Regions from separate parts of the Mus musculus genome. Here regions 1 and 3 are each linked to region 2. Evidence: chromatin contacts called from public promoter capture Hi-C data. All regions are on one chromosome and are shown on one strand. The core of a region is the stretch at or near the end of the contact, and the rest is flanking DNA. Distances in the headings are between cores, read along the strand shown.

The links. Promoter capture Hi-C pulls out the DNA fragments that hold promoters and counts their contacts. Capture Hi-C pulls out chosen DNA fragments and counts their contacts.
Region 1: a promoter capture Hi-C map of adipose tissue shows a contact between it and region 2. The contact joins the promoter of Atp5c1 here to the promoter of Itih5 in region 2. A contact is called at or near these places in 5 of 39 promoter capture datasets (cranial neural crest, liver, neutrophils and 1 more), 1 of 15 datasets of contacts at CTCF or cohesin (the NIH/3T3 cell line), 5 of 484 Hi-C or Micro-C datasets (B cells, embryonic stem cells, hematopoietic stem and progenitor cells and 1 more), 4 of 115 datasets of contacts at active chromatin or transcription factors (the 230-238 cell line, effector CD8 T cells, embryonic stem cells and 1 more) and 3 of 9 other capture datasets (adipose tissue, liver and pancreatic islet).
Region 3: a promoter capture Hi-C map of embryonic stem cells shows a contact between it and region 2, with 2.1 times the contacts expected there. The contact joins the enhancer-like site here to the promoter of Itih5 in region 2. A contact is called at or near these places in 12 of 39 promoter capture datasets (the C10 cell line, the SN4741 cell line, cranial neural crest and 6 more), 15 of 484 Hi-C or Micro-C datasets (the G1E-ER4 cell line, the STO cell line, Sertoli cells and 11 more), 21 of 115 datasets of contacts at active chromatin or transcription factors (the 230-238 cell line, the NIH/3T3 cell line, acute myeloid leukemia and 14 more) and 4 of 9 other capture datasets (adipose tissue, embryonic stem cells, liver and 1 more).

What each region holds. Positions count from the first base shown.
Region 1 is chr2:10,078,586-10,083,410 of GRCm38.p6, forward strand. It overlaps Atp5c1 (ATP synthase, H+ transporting, mitochondrial F1 complex, gamma polypeptide 1), which reads right to left and starts at 1,925. Exons shown (of 10, transcript NM_020615.4): 1 at 1,763-1,925. The coding sequence starts at 1,818. It overlaps Kin (Kin17 DNA and RNA binding protein), which reads left to right and starts at 2,027. Exons shown (of 5, transcript NM_025280.2): 1 at 2,027-2,159. The coding sequence starts at 2,046.
Region 2 is chr2:10,150,470-10,154,916 of GRCm38.p6, forward strand. Itih5 (inter-alpha (globulin) inhibitor H5) reads left to right here and starts at 3,074. Exons shown (of 14, transcript NM_172471.2): 1 at 3,074-3,286. The coding sequence starts at 3,197.
Region 3 is chr2:10,260,149-10,264,655 of GRCm38.p6, forward strand. No RefSeq gene overlaps it. Among named protein-coding and RNA genes, the nearest start is that of Gm31496, 45 kb to the right of the region's middle. Within about 2 kb of position 2,678, at least 35 of the 459 cell types and tissues checked have an H3K27ac peak or open chromatin away from gene starts, as enhancers often do. A contact at or near this core is called in embryonic stem cells, oligodendrocyte precursor cells and trophoblast stem cells, where this site is marked.

The DNA of each region.
Region 1 (4,825 bases), core at 675-3,174, 73 kb before region 2:
TGGACTGTGAGAAAGTATCAGCATCTTCTTTGATCATACAGTGTTATTTGAAGACTTCAAGTCGGTAGAGGAAGGAGTTAGACTTGATGCCTATGAACGAATCAGCAGTCTGGAAGGAATGCTGGGAGTGTGTGATGCTACATAGTGTAGAGTTAAGGAAAACACCCAACTAGCTAACTAGTGAACACCTAACCAGCTAATACCTAGCTAACTCTCAAGAAAACATTGGAAGCGTATCAAATTCTGACAGTGGCCTCACTACACTTGACAAAAGAATAGTCTTTTCACACATTGTATACACAAACACGGGAGACAGCTGATGTTTGCTGAGGACCACTGGATGCCAACAAAGACCCTTCACATCTTATCACCTAAGAAGTGCCAACTGGTGCAGGGCAGGCACTCCACAAATATCTACTGGCTGAAGGAGACACAACTGAGAATGCAACTGTTATTGACCTCCATATAAGTAACTCAAGCTGACTTCCAAGGTTAATCTAACAACATCTGAACGAACACACACACACACACACACACACACACACACACACATTCTCTGGAACTCCTTTTGCAGACTAGGCTGGCCCAGAACTCAGACACCCACCTGCCTCTGCATCCTGAGTTGCTGAGATCAAAGGTGTGCACCACCAACATTCTTCCAATACATAGTTCATATCTATCGTATTTAATTGCCTCACTACTTTGGAGTCTTAGCATATTGCTACAAATTCTTTGCTTAATGAAAGAACTATTTCAACTAGTTCTTGGCAGTTCTCTAACCTAGGTTACAAAACCCTAGTTCAGTGCTGGAGCGCCTTAATAATCCTCTGTACCATAAAAACAAGGAACCACTAAAACACTGTCCACAGTTAACAATCTCCTTAGCACCAGTTCTTCTAGCAGTCTAGCTTCAAAGTAGTTCATGTTATTATACAACGTCACCCATAAGTCACGTTTTACCTGACCTTCCCTGGGCATTCTAATATACAACTATTTTATTTTGCACAGAGGATTAGTATTTAAAGTCGCCCAACCTTATGGTATCCCTTTATCAAATGGAGGCTAACAAATGTAACTGTATTAAGGCCTCCTCCTCCTACCGAGGGACCTTGGGACAGTTTTATGACCTTGCAGAGATTGTACTTCAACACGAGGGCATGATGACAATGGCAATGTCTTTCTCTTCCTCATCGGCAGATTTTTTTAAACCCCTTTAGCACCAAGGCGACCAGCAGGTTCAGGCGGGGGCTGATTTTGAGTTCCTTCGTTTCTCCAGTACCCAGCAAAGAGTCGGATGGCTACACAGTGAATGCCTTACCAAAGAGCTCAAGCAAGCCATCACACCTTAAAGGGTCACGCTGCTCCCCCGTGCAGTGTTTCACAGGGCTTCAAAGCCAAAAGTTACAACCAAACGTTCCCCGGTCGCCCCTTCACCTTCAGGGCCTTTCTAAAGACTTTGCAAGCTGTGCTCCCGGGTACGGAGCGGAAGTACGGAGTTGATCGAAACCCAGATGGCTCCAAAGCTCAACCCGAATCCCGTCCGGGTCCCGAGGTCCCGGATGGCCGTTCCAGTCTCAGGGGATCAGACCGTGACCTTGTTCTCTTTGACCCCTACCAGGGGTCCGGCACGCAACCTTCCAGCTCTGCAGACATCCCCGCGGCCTGAGCTGGGGCCTTCTTCCGCCAGGAGTGAGCATGCAGCTCCATCCCTCCTGCCTCGCAGCAAGCCCGAGCCCCCGCATCCCTCCCGATGTGGTCCTACCATTGCGGCTGCACGGCGCAGGCCGACAGCCCGACAACGCTCGCCCGCGAGAACATGGTGGAGCCTTGAAGGTCGGGCAGACGGGACTCAGTGCGCGTGCGCGGGAGCTCAGGCGCCCCGGCCCGCTCCGCCTGCGTCCTCGGTCTCGCTAAATCTCGTGAGCGCCGAAGCCGCGAGTTCCCTGGCCCCACCCATTTCCTGCTGTCAATTTCGGTCCCGCCTGTCCCCGCGCTGAGCCAGTTCCGCTTCCGACCGCTTTGTAGTTGTAGCGCTCAGGGTCGCCATGGGCAAGTCGGATTTTCTGAGCCCCAAGGCCATCGCCAATAGAATTAAGTCCAAAGGGCTCCAGAAGCTTCGCTGGTACTGCCAGATGTGCCAAAAGCAATGCCGCGACGAGGTAAGTGACTCAGGCTGGCCGCGACCCCTCCCTCGGCTTGGAGCCCTCTCCGGCGCAGTCTTCCCCAGCTCGGCGCGAAGCCCTCCAGCTCCACGAGAAGTGGTCGCAGACAAGCACTCACTGATCGCTTACAATCGCTAGGCTGAGCACTGAGGTTTTACATTTAGACTTCCCTGGTGGGGTCGGTCGGTCAAGACGAGGAACTCAAGTTGCTCCGCTTAATAGTGACATGGGCTTGGCCACTACTGGTAAAGTAGAGGTAATAGTTGTACCCACCGGCAAGATTGTCGCCGAGTTTTTTCATGGAGAGAAGAACTCTCCATGACATAAATGCTTCATTCCCGACTTGCTACTGCTATCCTATAGTTTCAGTATGTGGGTTCCCAAAGGTACAGGCGTGCAGTCCATCGCACCTAGGAGTGACCGCTAAGTGTTTTTCCATATTTGCTTACATCATATAGTAAATTATATAAATATATGAATATCAGTATACCTTCACCCTTGAAGACTTAATTGTGTAATCAACATAACAAGTAATCGTATTATCTTTTCAATTAATGCCAAAATGCCACCAATATAACAGAACTAATAAAAATTCTTGTACATTATCTGATACATATTTTTGTTTTAGAGACAGTATCTCAGTATGTAACTTTGGCTGGTCTGGACCTCACCAGGCTGGCCAAAAAACGAGATAGACCTGCCTCTGCTTCCCAAGTGCTGGTTGATATCAGAGATATACACCACCCTACTTTATATTAATACTTTCTTGGTAGTCTTGTGGTGGCGATGGGGACCAGAGAGGTTGTTTATTAAGCAGTGCTACAAGTTTTGTTTAATGTCTTATGTATGCCTGGCAAATGCTCTACCACTGAGCCCTCATGCACTGCGTCATATTTCTGTTATCTTATTTTGGTGTATGTGTTTATGCATGTGTGCATGCTGCACCAAACAGATACATCCATACGGAGATCAAAGGGCCACATGTAAATGGTTATTTCCTTCCAGCTTGAGGGTCCTGGGATTGAAGTCATGTTGTCACATCTGGCACCAAGCGCCTTTAGCCACTGAGCCATCTTACTGACCTTATGCCACCTTCTTAGTAAGTCATCACAGACTGAACCCAGTCCCACTGCCACTGACTGGATTGCAAAACTCTGTGCATGTTATTGTTTTTCTAAGACAGGGTTTCTCTGTGTGGCCCTGGCTGTCCTGGAACTTGCTCAGTGAACCAGGCCCAGGCTGGTTTTGAACTCATAGATATCTGTCTCTGCCTTTTTAGTGCTGGGACTAAAGGTGTGCAACGCCATTGTCCAGCTTCAAAACTCTGACTTACTTACACTCATTTCTTTCTTATTTATTGTTTCTTTTGTTTTTTGCGATAGGGTTTCTCAGTGTAGCCCTGGCTGTCATGGAACTCTCTCTGTAGACCAGGCTGGCCTCGACCTTCCAAATGCTGGGATTAATGGTGTGCTCCATCACCACTCAGCTCAGTTCTTTTTTTTTTTTTAAATATTTGTTTATTTATTATATGTAAGTACACTGTAGCTGTCTTCAGACACTCCAGAAGAGGGCGTCAGATCTCATTACAGATGGTTGTGAGCCACCATGTGGTTGCTGGGACTTGAACTCAGGACCTTAGCAAGAGCAGTCGATGCTCTTAACCGCTGAGCCATCTCACCAGCCTCAGCTCAGTTCTTAACCTTTTAGTTATCCATGGACCATCTACAATTTTTGCCTAATTTGTGCACTGCCTGAAAGAAATGATCAAGTTTTACTTTAAAAGAAATTTGGTATCAAAGACCAGTATTGCTTTTCATAAATTAAAATATGGATCAAAATGAAACCAAAATATTATTCAATTCTAGAAACCTAATGGATTGGAAGGGGTGGAGGGGATATCATGGCTCTGGCCTTCCTTCCTGTCAGTTTTCCCAGTATTTCAAGATGGGGACAGAAAAGGGAACATGTAAGAGCCACGCCCTCCTTCCCTTGAGTAGGGAAGGCAGGGAATGTACCTGAGGCCAGCCAGCCAGAATCAGCATCCCTACCAAGAAAACACAATAAACAGACCTGCTCATGTGTCCTCTTCTCATGAGAACTTATGTTCAGAAGAACATTTGAGGATGGTGGAATGGGTGACAGATGTGGTGGCACACACCTGAAATCACTGCACTTCACAGACAGAGACAGGAAGTCTCAAGTTTCAGACCTGACGCTGCAGTTTAAGGCTTATGCCCCCATGTCCACCTCATTACTTCCTGGTTTAAAAAGTGTTTTTCAACTATTTTCCCCCTCTTGCTAGTTTCCTTCTAACTCCCAGGACAGAGTCCTTTTTCAATATTGCTTTGTAACCTTTAACATTTTTTTGGTTTTTTGGTTTTTTTTTTTGTTTGTTTGTTTGTTTGGTTTTTTTTGAGACAGGGTTTCTCTAAGTAGCCCTGGCTGTCCTGGAACTCACTCTGTAGACCAGGCTGGGCTCGAACTCAGAAATCCGCCTGCCTCTGCCTCCCGAGTGCTGGGATTAAAGGCGTGCACCACCACGCCCGACAACCTTTAACGTTTTTCATGAATCTTAGCACTGTGAGACCCTGAGGATTTCCTTCCATGGCACAGGATGAAACATGGGACCACTCATTAATTGATCTTTCCCAAAATGTGTACCC
Region 2 (4,447 bases), core at 1,824-4,323:
AATGGAGAAGAGACAATCCCCCTATTCTTATGCATGAAACCAATATCTGTCAACAGTCTTGGAAAATTTTGCCAGATCTTATTTGGGTCTACAAACATCCCACAGAGGCCCAGGTGCAACAAAGAACAATAGAATACTACAAATTACAAATGTAGGTTTTTCTTTTTAAATGGGGTTACTTCCTGACACACCCATCATGAGTTGAAAACATCATTTGTATGCAAGTACATTTAAAATGTCGAATATTGACCATCATACCCGACCCTATCACAAACAGGCTAAGACTACTTCTATTAGAATATAGAATACAAAATCATCTAACCCAGCTTCTATTTTATAATCAAGTGTTGAGTGTCTCACACACATATTTAGATAGGTATTTTGTTGACCCAATGATGCATGAAACAAAACGTACACTATTCCAAAATATTGGCAATGTACTGTACTCAGGCAGATATGTCCAGCCTTTTACATTGCAACAAGATTGTCTTCAAAATTCATGCTTAACAACTACTCAATATAGTCATAAAAAAATCACAAAGGTATTTCACACTGTTTCAACTAAGCTTACACTTTTATACTGATCTGTCTTCATAGCCATCCTCAGCCATGGGCTAGACATACCTGCTAGAGGATATATTGGTTGTATATGCTAGAGGATATATTGGTTGTATATACTCATGGTTACACCGTTGATCTGAAGCTTCAGATGTCATGCTATTCCTGTATCATGGGATAACATAGCAACAAATATTGCTGGTCTGGAGGAAACATGAAACAAACCCCTAAACTCAAAGCACGCTCTCTCTTAAGTGTGTATTGTCACCGGGAGTGGTGGCTCATGCCTTCAATTCCAGCACTTGGGAGGCAGAGGCAGGTGGATTTCTGAGTTCGAGGCTAGCCTGGTCTACAGAGTGAGTTCCAGGACAGCCAGAGCTACACAGAGAAACCCTGTCTTGAAAAACAAAAACAAAACCAAAGCAAACAAACAAACAAACAAAAAGTGTGTATTGTCCTGGTCCACTATAAAGTCTATGGGTTGTAAGTGGGCCATTGTGAGCTGAGGCCCTTTAACAGACAGTGCAGAGCCTTTATCAAGGGGGCCAGTGTGGACAAGCCCTCTCCTTCCTTAGAACCTATCCACTCCATGTGTCTTTTGTCTCATTCCACTAATCAGAAGATTATCCCCGTGCTAACTGTGCAATGTACAATGCTAGAAGCTGTAAAACAGGCTGGTTTTCAAAGAACTTCTGATCTTGTCAAGAGATTGACTAAAAAGTAAAGGAGGTGTGTTTCAGTACCTTGGTTCCGGGAAGAGGGAGAAACCTCAGTCTAAAGAAAACAAAACACACTTCTTCATGTTGCTGCTGTGACTCTAAGCTAGAGAGTATTTGATAATAGGTAAAATGTGAAGCGGGGGTGGGGGTAGGGATATTGAGTATGGTCCTGTGTAACATTTCAGGATAAAAGGAATCTAAGAGATGAAGAAGATGGAATCCCTGGTCTGTTTAAGCCCCCAAATCATGGTAGCCATTACTGTCCCTCTTCCAATAACCTGATGTTGTCCATTGCAATGGGGACTCTCAGTTCACAAATAGTTATTCATCCCTGGGGGAGCTAGTGGAGAAGATCTGAGGGTTTTTTCCTTAGTGAGAATAGCAACTGTAAACAACCTGTTTGCTGCCAGGTTTCTATGTGGTTTCTGTGTGGAAACCTGGCTGGAGCAGCCTTTCTTCCTGCTGGCTGTGTGCCTTTTAAATTACTGGGTGATTAGGCTAATTAAATGATTAACGTTGACGACCAGGATCTTCCTTTCATTTATTTCACAGTAGCACCAAGTTTGCTTGTTCGAACTTCTCCTGATTTCTCTGCAGAACGAACACCATTGCTCTAAGAATAATAAGTGGGATGTTTTAAGAGGAGGTGGCTGCTCAAGCCATAATGCCTACTGTTGCTGATTTTTGTGAAGTGTATTCCTGTGTGTTTTTACCTAGTTATGATGTGTCAGTTGATGTGGTTCTGTGATCTGACATCCCTACACCCACCATCACACTGCCAACACTCTCTGTGTTTCTATAGACCTCATGATTATTATTGGCTGTCTAACGGGACATATCGTGCCTAGGATGGGGGCAGCCACTTCCCCATTTTTGGTCACAGAAGCCCGTTTCTCACCCTATCTAGATAGATGGAATTGCCAGAGACAGAGTATGTCTTTGAGACAACTGCCTTTTGCACTAAACACATAGCTACATTATTTGTGCACAGGGCAAAAAGACTGCCCCTCCCCCCACACCTACGGTTGCAAAAGGTCAGGCATGGCAGGTTCACCGGAAGTGGTTTTCCTGTGGCAAGTCAGAAATAGAACCAACATTCTGTAATCAAGATACATGCTACTCATTCCCCAGCTAAAATCCAAACAGGTTCAAATGTTCTATGTTCTCAAAAGCGAACGCAGGTTCTCTTTTCTGTCCTCCAATACCAGAGTTCATCAATTAAATGGGACAATGCAGCTTGTGTGCCTTAGACCATCAGTTGTCATCTCGTGTTATTTGTGACTCTAGCATTGGTGGCAGATACTAAGGGCGGGCCCCTGTCAACTTTAGACTTCAGGTGAGCTCTAAAAGCTGATCTGGGCAACAGGAATTATGCAAATCCTAAAGCGAAGGAAACCGGGGGATGAAGGGTTGGAGTGATGTACCTGGCAGCTACAGGCAGAGGAAACAAGTTCCACTGAAGTTTGTTGACTGCATGCAGGACAAAGTTCGCTTCGCTGTGCACTCAACTAGGGCAGGTCTGGAGTCTTTTCCTCCTGGAACCAAACATGGGAACCCAGTAGCTCCTCAAGCTGGAGGATGGAGGTGGTGGCCTGCAGAAAGCTGGCCTGCGGTCAACCTTGGAGCCCAGGGGAGGCAAAACTAGGATCATAGGGATCATAGGGTGAGTTGTGGGCGGAGCCAAGGATGCCCTCTAAACTCCCCAAGGGACAGAGAGGCGTGGCCTGGGGTAGTGGTAGTGCGGCGACAGGCGACAGGACTCAGGATGGCCTGAAGGGCATAAAGGGGGCGGGGACATTGATGGGCGGGGCTTTGGTGGAGGAAGGGCTGGATGCAGCGTGTTTCTCTGCAGCCGCGGCTCCTCCAACTCCCTGAAAAACCTTCGCTGTCCCAGAGAGGTCGCGCGCTCTGGCTTCGCCATGCTCCTGCTGCTAGGGCTGTGCTTGGGGTTGCCCCTCTTCTCAGAGTCCCAGGAAGAGGCAAGGAGTTGGGACGACACCTCGGAGCAAGTAAGTAGGGGAAAGAGCTGTGGGAGCCAGCGACTCTGTCCCTTCCCTCCATCTCCCTGGGGCTTATGGCTTCTGGACAGGCTGGAATTGATCTGTAGGATGCAAGGAAGGGGGGAGGGGGATCGCCTTCCTCTGGGTCTGCACTGTTTCTTTTCCCAGTCTTCAGCATGGGGACTTTCCCATCTGTTGGTCACTTGTGCTACTTCTGAGTGGTCCTCAGCGCCTGCTCCGTGCCAGATTCTCGCAGAGCCGTACATGGAACTTCAAAGTTGTGCAGAATCCAATGTTCTTGTTAGCTCCCGCTGCCTACCAGATTCCTATCCGTCCTTACAAATTTCTGAGAAGGCTCCTGCCCAGCAGTTCATTGAAAGTTTCCGAAAATCTTAGAAGTGTGAGATGGTTAACTGTTAGCTCTCACCCGGGAAGCGGGGGGGGGGTGGGGGGGGGGGTGGGGGGGTGGGGTCGATAGCTGATTAAAAGCCTTAAACTCCTGGAAACTTCAACACTCTCCACCCAAACATGGGAAAACCCAATTTGCCCTCTGGTTCTTATTAATTGTGAGTAGTTTACTGGAGGTCCCACAATTAAGCCAGTGTCAAGCTCAGGTACTTGGTGCATACGTCAGAGTTTGTGTTTTAAGTTCATAACCGCACAGATGACAACAGCTCTGCAAATGAAAAGGTTCAGTCCAGTGTCTGACCACTGGAAACGTTCCACGAAAACTGTCAAACAGATATGTCCTAACATCCCTGTAAGGATCCTGTAGGAGAAGCGAGCTTTTGTGGAGGTGTAGGAGAAAAGTAGGCTTGGGTCCAAAGAAAGGCTGGTCCCCACTCTGCCTACTCTGCCATTTACAGCTGTCCTGAGCACACTCCATATTTGAATGCAATGTATTTTCTCTGCAAGGCATGCTGTTCTATGGGGCTAGGGCTGGACTAAAGCCTGCTATTAACCCAGGCTGGCTTTGAACTCTCAGTCTTCCAGTCTGACTCTTCCAAATGCTGGGATTATAGGTGTGCATCGTGTCTGGCTTACAATTCCTTTTGAGCATATAGCAAGGACCTGGTATCCAGCAGGCACTCAATAAATGAGAGATATTTTATTGGTTAGGACTTGGCTACCTAGATCTGTATTCTAAACTGCCAGCAGGGTTGGCACTTG
Region 3 (4,507 bases), core at 1,428-3,927, 110 kb after region 2:
ACCTCTGTCCCCAGAGGTTACTCTGACTTTATCTCAAACCCAGGAACTAAAGCAAACTCTCCTTCAAAGTGTCCATAGCTGCATGGGGCCTTGGATCTGGGAACCTGAGCCAAAAGGAAGGAAAAACTCCAGCGTTTCTCCTTTGCTGTTTTTCAGGCTGCCATAAAGATAGACATGCATATTCATGAGCTGGGTACATTTCGTAGGGAGCTGAGTTTCTCAACTAATTGTATCATCTTATTATTTTTTTAATTTTCTAAAATTTTATCTTTTAATTAGCTTACCAGGTATCAGATTTCCTTGAGGCTTTGCCTGCGGCGCTAGCTTTTGCTGTCTCTCGCTCTTGGTGCCCCTCTTCCTGATCATATTGTTTTCCCCAAACAATAGCTGTGTTTGTGCGAGAGCAGACCCAGGGTCCAACAGCTTCCTGGGGATTTCTGATGATGGAAGTTGAACACCGTACTCCACAAACTCATTGACATGACCACAAAGTAACTTCATCAAACTGTGAGCGTAAAATTCATTGTAATACGATTTTCGAAATAAACTCTGTTTCAGACTTACAAAAGCAATGCAGAAAATACAGTATTCAGAATAGTTCAATGTAAATGAAGGCCTGAACGGCAGGCTTATACCTGTTCGTCCTGTTAAGGTTTCCAACTGGAAGCCCACCCTCATTTCTGTGGTATTTCAGGCATTAAGATGAGCTCTTAAAAAAAAAGTCCTAAATAAATAAATAAATACATAAATAAATAAATAAGTACTCAAACCATGCAGTCTGGCTTCTACGCTGTAGGTTCATATGGAAAGCTACAAGAGAAACAACCCTTTCCACAGACAGGTAAAACCAGCTCAAAATTCAGTTCAAAAGTGAGGTGTCTAGCCATGGAGATGGTTTAGTTGGTGTTTGGCAAGACCTGAGTTCAGTCCCCAGAATTGTCTTTAAAAAGATGAGCGTAGTGAGCAAGCTGCGGATGAAACCGAGACCTTGTCTCCAAAAACTGGGGGTGAGGGGGTTGGAATGGGAGGTGGGGAGGAGGTGGGGGGGCATGGGGGGAGGTGGGAGGATGAGATAGGCATTCAAGATTGACCTCTAACCTCTATGTCCATACATATGCAAATGTATACACACAATCAACACACACACAAAGTGATGTGTATTTAGAAAAATACTCGAAGCCCAGGAATATTCTAGAAGCTGAATGTTCTAGAACTTGTAAGCAATGCCTTCTCCTTTGAATTCTTCATCTGCCTAATTGGGACACTATGGCATCCCTCAGTGAGAACTACGCTGTTGAAGTGAACATAACCGGAAAGCTTATACATAGTCCAATGACATTAGCCTTCTACTCTGTTCAAGCAATTTACCCCCAGCACAAACACTTCCTCAAAACGGACGTGTTTCCTCATACGCATTCAGAAGGAATGTCAGGAGCACAGAGCAAAGGGAGGGTGTCAGCCAGTCTTTCTGTGCAGCCCAGAGATAAATTTATTTTGTTAGGGTCACAGACAGCAGTCAGATTTACAGAGCTTCAAAGAAATAGGGGGTTAAGTAAGAGGTTAAGGCAGGGAGCAGGAATTGTTTGTACCCTTAGGCAAAGAAGAAATGCTATTTCATCTAGAACAGTGGTTCTCAACCTTCCTAATGCTGCGACCCTCTAATACAATTCCTTACGTTGTACTGACCCCTAGCCATAAAGTTAGTATCATTGCTACTTCATAACTGTGATTTTTGATATTGGGGGTAGAAGTTACCAAAGGGCCTCCACCTGAAGTTGACAATCACCAATCTAGATCTTACTGAACTGCTTTGGAGGTGAACAACACCCTAGGATGTTACAGGTTGTTCAAAAAACACCATAAAGGAAAAGGGAAATAAATTGCTTGGAAGAAGCAAAATTTCAGAGAGAATGAAAACCTTCCCTTGTCTCAGGCCCAGTTTCTTGGATATGGCTGGCCTGACTGCTGTGAGCTTCTCTTTTGGGGGGCAAATGAAAATGAATGGGGAGCTTCACCTGTGGCCTCCCTGGGTCCCTGGGACACCAAGCTTCTGCCTGTACACTTCAGACATATAACGGGGCTGGGGGAATGGGGGAGGTGGCAGGAGGTGTGTGTTTATATGCTCGCAGCCTGTAGCTGATCACTGTAGTTGGCCTTTGGTTTTGCCAGCGGATTGGTGCAGCATACAGTGTGAGGTCTGATAGGTAAACTTCACAAGGAGTCATTAGGATGGCCACTGTCTTCCAAGTGTTTGCTACTGGATGAAAAGAGTGTCTAGAAAGGACCAGCAATATGGAGCATGGGGAGAGAGAGCAAAGCCTCAACCTAGCAGCTAGGCTTTTCTGCTGGACCCATGGCTGACTGACATTTTCTCAATTTAAATCCTTAGATCCCAGGAGACCTAGATACTAGTTCCTGCAGAAGTGTTGGAAGTTCATTGTTCTTGCTTTTCCTCAGGCATACCAAGACACATCTTTCAGTCTGCAGATTTTGGGAGCAAATCATTGTGAGAAAGAAGCACCCAGAAACACACCCAGGAGCTGTGAAGGGGGCTGTGGAGAGCAGAGCAAGAGGTAGCTGGGCAGAAATAGCGAGACAGACTCATATGCATATTGAGTGGCTTTGGAAGTGTCACTTGTCTTCCTGTGAGAAGCGTAGACAATGCAGCTATTGACATGATTAATGAGAACCTTGGGCAGCACCAGGCAGAGAGGGCGTCAGGCTGAGAAGAAGTGAGAGCAGCTTCCTTCCTTACTGTCAGCCACTCGGCAGCTGGGTCTTGGGATGAGCCTTGCCCTAGTTTTTGCAAAGAGGTAAGCAAGTCTCCAGGAGTTTTGCAAATGAACTATGCTCCCAGTGGCTGGAGAGAATGGGATGAGAAGGGGGATGGGTCATATGCAAATGAGGTACGTTCCCAATGGCTGGAGAGAAAGAGTTGAGAAAGACTGCTGAATGAGTATCCTGGGCCAGACATGGTGGCACATACCTTTAATCCCAGCACTTGGGAAGCAGAGACAGGAGGATCTTTGCAAGTTCGAGGCCAAACTGGTGTCTATAGCAAGTTTCAGGACAGCCAGGACTACATAGCCTGTCTCAAAAAAAGTAGAAAGAAGGCATGCGTGGCGCACATCTTCAATCCCAGCACTCAGGAGGCAGAGGCAGGTGGATTTCTGAGTTCGAGGCCAGCCTGGTCTACAGAGTGAGTTCCAGGACAGCCAGGGCTACACAGAGAAACCCTGACTCGAAAAACCAAAAAAAAAAAAAAAAAAAAAAAAAAAAAAAAAGAAAGACGGGGCTGAAGAGAGTCAGTGAGGTGAGCTCAGTGGATAAACACCTGCCTCACAACAATGTGGACCAGGGTTTACGTCCGCAGGTCCAATGTAAATACCAGGAAGCACGAGGCTGGGCTGGCCAGCCGGGTTAGCTGAATTAGTGAGACCCCTGTGATATCAACCTCTGGCCCCTCACACAGCCGCACACAGTGTTATCCCTGTACATCCGTGCTCCTCACACAGTGGGAAAGATGAAGTCAAGGGACCTGAAATATAAACAATAGCAAGCTGGCTTCCAGGTCAAGGATGTCTTAACTTAGGCATCCTAACGAAGCTCTCCATAGCAGATAGTTCTTTGCTGCTATGTTCTGCAGACGACCAGACTTCGCTGTCAGACTTGGGTCCCTGTCCTGTTTTAAGCCTAATACACCCAGCACAGGTCCTCAGAAAAACCCTCCCTACCTCTCAGTGAACGCCTCCTTCAAGCATAAAACCTATGACTGTTTTGGGGTTTGTTTCTTTTAAACCTACCTTCCTCCACAGCACTTTAGCATTTAGGCCACCTCTGTTCCAAAGACCTCCTTGTGAGGTCAGGGGAGGCAAGTCTAGTCTTTCTGGGTCAAGGTGCAAGCTACCCCTAGTAAGCCACTGATGGCCACACAGCCAGTGTGAAGCAGCACTGGGCTATCAGCACCTGGCCCTGTGAGGTAATTTTTCCCAGAGGCAAATGCTGTTGCTGCCCCTCTTTGCCTGGGGTCTACTAGGATTACAGCTAAATGAGCTGGGGAGGAGGGGAGGAAAGGGAAGAAAAAAACTCAGCAGGTTAAGTAGAGCCAAACCCTATCCCCACAGTGTAGATCCCAGGCTGCTGTCCTTGCCCAGCCTGCTGGTGAAGAATGGAGTTTATTATGTGGGGGCAGAAAGGGAGGTCTGGGAGGTGTTAAGCAGAGAAAACGGGTTGAAATTCAAGATGAGGGGATGCTGGCAGCCCGGCGCCTGCTGTTCGACAGTCTGATGAACTCCGATAAACCCGGGAGCATTTTACAGCCCCTCTGATACAGCCGGAAACTTTAGCGCCCTGGACAGAAAATTCGAGGTTGGTGGGGGAACATTTGGCAGAAGGCAGCTTTCCTGGCCCCACCCACCAGGCTTTCAGTAGCACAATAGGACCTGCATGGGAAGCACACAGACCTCTGTGTAAGATGCGGCAGACCTTGTCATTTGTGGCTGTGATT